Linked DNA regions of Macaca mulatta: region 1 is linked to region 2. A link is a contact called in public Hi-C data. All regions are on one chromosome and are shown on one strand. The core of a region is the stretch at or near the end of the contact, and the rest is flanking DNA. Distances in the headings are between cores, read along the strand shown.

Evidence for each region. A called contact is a pair of places that touch in the nucleus more often than the background predicts.
Region 1: a Hi-C map of blood shows a contact between it and region 2, with 4 times the contacts expected there. The contact joins the enhancer-like site here to the promoter of CDC42EP2 in region 2. A contact is called at or near these places in 8 of 14 Hi-C or Micro-C datasets (CD4 T cells, blood, cortical neurons and 5 more).

The regions. Positions count from the first base shown.
Region 1 is chr14:9,115,090-9,117,804 of T2T-MMU8v2.0, reverse strand. POLA2 (DNA polymerase alpha 2, accessory subunit) reads left to right here. Exons shown (of 18, transcript NM_001267008.1): 6 at 1-59; 7 at 769-857; 8 at 2,219-2,374. LOC144334127 (a long non-coding RNA gene) reads right to left here. Exons shown (of 3, transcript XR_013403579.1): 3 at 1,902-2,715. Among named protein-coding and RNA genes, the nearest start is that of POLA2, 19 kb to the left of the region's middle. Within about 2 kb of position 1,439, at least 4 of the 40 cell types and tissues checked have an H3K27ac peak or open chromatin away from gene starts, as enhancers often do. A contact at or near this core is called in blood, where this site is marked.
Region 2 is chr14:9,077,950-9,080,649 of T2T-MMU8v2.0, reverse strand. CDC42EP2 (CDC42 effector protein 2) reads left to right here and starts at 1,447. Exons shown (of 2, transcript NM_001194619.2): 1 at 1,447-1,508.

The DNA.
Region 1 (2,715 bases), core at 190-2,689, 37 kb before region 2:
AGAGGTACTAACAGGGAGCTACAAATCCATGTTTCAGAAGCTCCCAGACATTCGAGAAGGTGATTGTTTTTCCCTTTGAAATTCTGGTGGATATAAAACCACCTGGAAGGGTCTAGAGTAACAAAGCTTCAGCTATGCTGGTAGAACAAGTTCCAAGGTTGCCTTTGAATATATGAGTTGGTAATGTCTTCATGGAATCCCTAGTAGTGGAGGGACACTGGCAATACTATCAGTGATTGCCCCAAGTTACTTCACTTGGCTAAAAAGCACATAACCATTCCCAGCAGCAAAAACTCGAACGATGTAAAGGAATTCAACTTAAAGATATTCATGGCTCCTTCCTTAGAAGCCTTCTTCGGCCGGGCGCGGTGGCTCAAGCCTGTAATCCCAGCACTTTGGGAGGCCGAGACAGGCGGATCACAAGGTCAGGAGATCGAGACCATCCTGGCTAACACGGTGAAACCCCGTCTCTACTAAAAAATACAAAAAACTAGCCGGGCGAGGTGGCGGGCGCCTGTAGTCCCAGCTACTCGGGAGGCTGAGGCAGGAGAATGGCGTGAACCCGGGAGGCGGAGCTTGCAGTGAGCTGAGATCAGGCCACTGCACTCCAGCCTGGGTGACAGAGCGAGACTCCGTCTCAAAAAAATAAAAAAAATAAAAAATAAAAAAAATGACTGACTTTAATATTTTACAATGTGCTGTATTTTCTCTTCTTGGCAAGTGAAATGTCTTAACATAGTATTTTTTTTTCCACTTCTGGGATTGCAGTTCTGACATGTAAGATAGAAGAACTCGGCAGCGAACTCAAGGAACATTATAAGATTGAAGCTTTCACTCCTTTGCTAGCCCCAGCACAGGTAAGAGTTGTTCTAATAGTTCTCACTAATTAATATTACATTTTTTAATCGATGACCAAGAGCCATCCTTCTTGCTTCCTTTTTCACTTCTTGTCTGTGTTCTAGTTTGAACATCTATCTTGGTTGAATTTGGGAAAATAGGCCCTTCTGAAGAAAGATTTGTAAGTGCTGTCTGGTTTTGTGGCCAGAGAGTGATTTTCTTCCCACTTGGATTAGAGTCTTGCACATAAGCAGAGACTGAAGGCCTTGTTTCCCTTGGTGGTGAGTCAGGTAGCTCCCTGGGGATTTCCCACAAGTAGAAGCATTCACATATCGAGATAAAAGGACAGCAGCGAGGGTGGGGTTTTCAGAATCTTGTTCTCTGGACAATGACTCACAGTCTCTCCCCTTGTTTGGTCTCTTGTTATAGACAAACTGCTACCAATACTATCTTTATATCATAGTTTAATCTGGTGTATATACCAGTACTTTCTCTCTAGAATGTTTTCTAATTTAAGAGGAAATATATTCTAGAAGTTTCTTTAAAGTACCTTTGTCAATGTTTACATTCAAAGAATGACCAGTTGGGGAAGTGATGCAGAACTGTGTCATAGAAGGAAGTGTTGGAGGACTTGGAAGGAAATAATTGAGGGAAGGCAGGGAAGCACAATCACTGGGAAAGATGAGACTTCCTCTCTTTTCTCCCAAGAGTGGGAACAGAACAGAGGAAGCCATAGGGACAGAGATTTTAGCTCAATTAATAAAGAACTTCCTGTTAGGAGGTTGTATGGTATGTGGCTAAGGATATGGCTCTAGAGCCAAATTTCTGGTCTCAAACCCAAGCTTCACCCACAGTTTGACCTTGACTAAATTATCTAACTTCTCTGTTGCTTGTTTTCCTCATCTGTAAAATGGGTACAATAATATCCACCTGATGGTTGTTGCAAGGATTAAATGAGTTAATATATATAAAATGCCTAAGAATACATTTTAGAATAGTGCATGGTATTTAGTAAGCTCAAGAAATGTTATCATTAAGTAGTTATAGCTGTCCAAAGATGCAGTGTGCTGCCCTGGGATGGTGAGGACCAGGTGGGGTGGGCATCCAGGGGCAAGTTCCCCTACACTAGAGATGCTCACACTTAGGCAGCCTCCTCGGAGGGCTCAAGTGCTGGGTTGGTGGGTGGACAAGATGCCCTTTCAGAGTTCTTCCATCCTGAGAGTCAGTGATGATGCTGTAGTCACCTCAGGGTCAAAGCAATGCCCTGCCAAAAAATGTATTTGTTGTTTGCAGTTTGTTTTGCTATTCATCCTATTGACTTCAGATTTTGAGCTCCTGCTCCAAAGACTGTCATTCTTATGCTGTGACCTTCCTTTGGTAGGAGCCTGTCACTCTGCTGGGCCAGATTGGCTGTGATAGCAACGGGAAACTGAACAACAAGTCAGTGATTCTCGAGGGAGACCGGGAACATTCCTCGGGTGCTCAAATCCCAGTGGATTTATCTGAGCTTAAGGAATATTCTCTGTTTCCCGGACAGGTGAGATTGGAGGAGTTCCACCAGGATGCAGGTGCACTCTTTACTCCTGAAGAGTACGTGCTGTGCCATGTGCAGCTGCTCCTTAGTTCCTGTCTCTGCTGCCATGGGGTGTGGGTGGAGCACATGCCCCAGAGCAGACACCACTGTTGGGATTTCCATTTCCCCCATGCTCTGACCGAGGCTCTGGGACCCAACTGCCCAGCCTCAAATCCTAACTCCCCACTCCATGAGGTGCATACCTGTGGGCAAGGTACTTAACCATCTAAACCACAGTGTCTTCACTCACAACATGGAAATAATAATTCTTACCTCATAGGATTTTTGTGAAAATTAGATCACGT
Region 2 (2,700 bases), core at 198-2,697:
TCCCCATTTCCCTTCTCTGGGCTGCAGGTCCCAATCCAGAGGCTGAATCCCCAGGGACAAAAACAGCGCTGGGCACTTGGTAGTTACTCAATAAATTTCTCTTGAGTCACTGAGCAGTGCAGTTGCCTTCAGTCTGTCTCCAGCACCCTGTGGGGTGCCTGCCCTTCAAAACATGTTTCTGGGCCGGGCGCGGTGGCTCACGCCTGTAATCGCAGCACTTCGGGAGGCCAAAGTGGGCAGATCACCTGAGGTCAGGAGTTCGAGACCAGCCTGGACAACATATAGAAACCCCATCTCTACTAAGAATACAAAAATTAGCCGGGTGTGGTGGCACATGCCTGTAATCCCAGCTACTCAGGAAGCAGAGGCAGGAGAATCTCTTGAACCCAGGAGACAGAGGTTGCGGTGAGCCTCACGCCATCGCACTCCAGCCTGGGCAACAAGAGCGAAACTCCGTCTCAAAAAAAATAAGTTTCTGGCCCTGTAAGAATGACTGACTGACTTAATGAACGAATGGACCAGGAACTAGTCTGAGTATGAGCCCCACCTTCACTCTGGAAGCCTGACACCAAAGACGGGGGTCCAGGCCACGCGGCCTCTGCCTTCCCATATTCTCTTTTCTCGCGGAAGGTAAACTTATCAACTCACTTGTAAGTTTGTAGTATTCTTTTTTTTTTTTTTTTTTTTTTTTTTGAGACGTAGTCTCGCTCTGTCGCCCAGGCTGGAGTGCAGTGGCCAGATCTCAGCTCACTGCAAGCTCTGCCTCCCGGGTTCACGCCATTCTCCTGCCTCAGCCTCCCGAGTAGCTGGGACTACAGGCGCCCGCCACCTCGCCCGGCTAGTTTTTTGTATTTTTTAGTAGAGACGGGGTTTCACCGTGTTAGCCAGGATGGTCTCGATTTCCTGACCTCGTGATCCGCCCGTCTCGGCCTCCCAAAGTGCTGGGATTACAGGCTTGAACCACCGCGCCCGGCCAAGTTTGTAGTATTCTAACGTAGGCGCTTCCAAGGCCTCATTCATTCCCAGGAAGTCACTGAATATACTTGTGCCAGCGCCTCCCCGATCCAGCCCTGCAGGGAAGGATCCTGTCCAAGGTCTCTCTGCGATTTCTGAAGAATTCGGTCTTCCGGGAGCCTGTCTCTCGGCCTTTCTAAAACCGAGGGTTTTAGTTCCCATGGGCACAGCCGGAGTCCCGGGAGGCCACCCTGCGCCATACGGACCTCAGCCGCCCGAACCAGGACAGGACCCCAGGGCGCGCGCGACCGCTGGACCCGGGAGCTGCACCTCCCACACCCGGAGCCCCGGGCGGTGCCCGGAGTGGGGCGGGGCCTGGGCGGGGATGGGGAGGGGCTTGGCTGGCGCGGCCCAGGCATTGGCTCCGCGGGCCGGGGCGGGGCTGCGGGGTCCGCGGTGGGCTCTGTAAGTTCACCGCCCGTCGGGTTCCGCAGCCGCGCTGTCCAGCTCCTGAGACTTTGCTGTCCGCCAGTCCGCCGTCTGCTTGCCTCACGGTGAGTTCAGGCTGGGATTTTCGCAACTCCGCGGCCCCCCCGCCCCCGAGAGGCCCATCTCTGTGGCGCCCCGCCCCAGCTCGCGCCCTGGCCCTGCCTCTCACCTCGCTCAGGTCCTTTCGAGGGCGCCTAGGGCTCCATGGGTTTCCCGCCTGCATGTGGGTGCCCGCAGCCTCGCCCGTGCCCGCCACGGTCCGTGGGGCGCCGCGCATCCCGACCCCGAATTCCCCGTTCTGCCCTCCATTCTGTACCCGGGCCCCCGCCCCCCTCCCGAGACCCAGGGGTGCCCCGCCGCCCAGCGTCCCCACCGGGGCTGGGGGCCATATTTTTAGCCGATGGTGAGGTGTCCTCCTATCTTTAGCTGCGGCCGCGAGTGTCCTGAAACGGATCCGTGCTGGGCTGGGCTGCGCCCGGGTAGGAACGGGGAGGGGTCGGCGCCGGAACCCGAGCCGGAGCTAAGGAGCCGGACCCGTGGGAGGAGCGGGGGCCCGCACGCCCGAGCTCTGGCCCTGCGCCAAGCGGACACTAGGACATCGCCCAGGCCGGAAAGCACGGGGGCGGTTCCTCCCAGAGCTTAGAGACTAGGGCAGGGTCCCCAATCGCCTCCTTTTTCTCCGATTGTGGGACCAGAAACCCCGAAGCAAAAAGATCTCGCAGGCAATCCCCGTCTGGTACTTGAACGCGCAGCTCCTTGGGGAGCTCCTGCCTGGAGCCCGGGGGGAGGGGCGTTGGAGACCCCGGTGCGCTCTCGGAATCCTCCGGGACACGGGGCGCTCAAGGGAGCACGCGCGCCACCTGGCGGCCGCGGAGCCGAGCGCCTCTCCAGAGGCACGGGGACCCCGGAGACCCCGCGGCCGGCTAGAGGGACTCTGCATCCGCGAGGTCTAGGAGGGCGGGAGGAGGTGGATGCCTGGGGCCAGCAGCCGTTCGTTTTTGATATTGTTCAAAGCACTGGCCCCGGAGAACCGAAGTGCTTGAGGAAGGAAGGTCTTGTAGATATTTGCTGAATGAATGATAGAACCTACAGTAACCTACAGTAACCCGCTGAACCCCGCTGTTGTACACTGGTGCTCTCATTTGCAATATTGCAGTGGGATCTCCAGTAGCCCTCTAGTGGTGGCTTCATTGTCAGCCCATTTTATAGATGGGAAAGGTGAGACCCAGAGAGGAGAGGCATCTTCCTGAAGGTTAC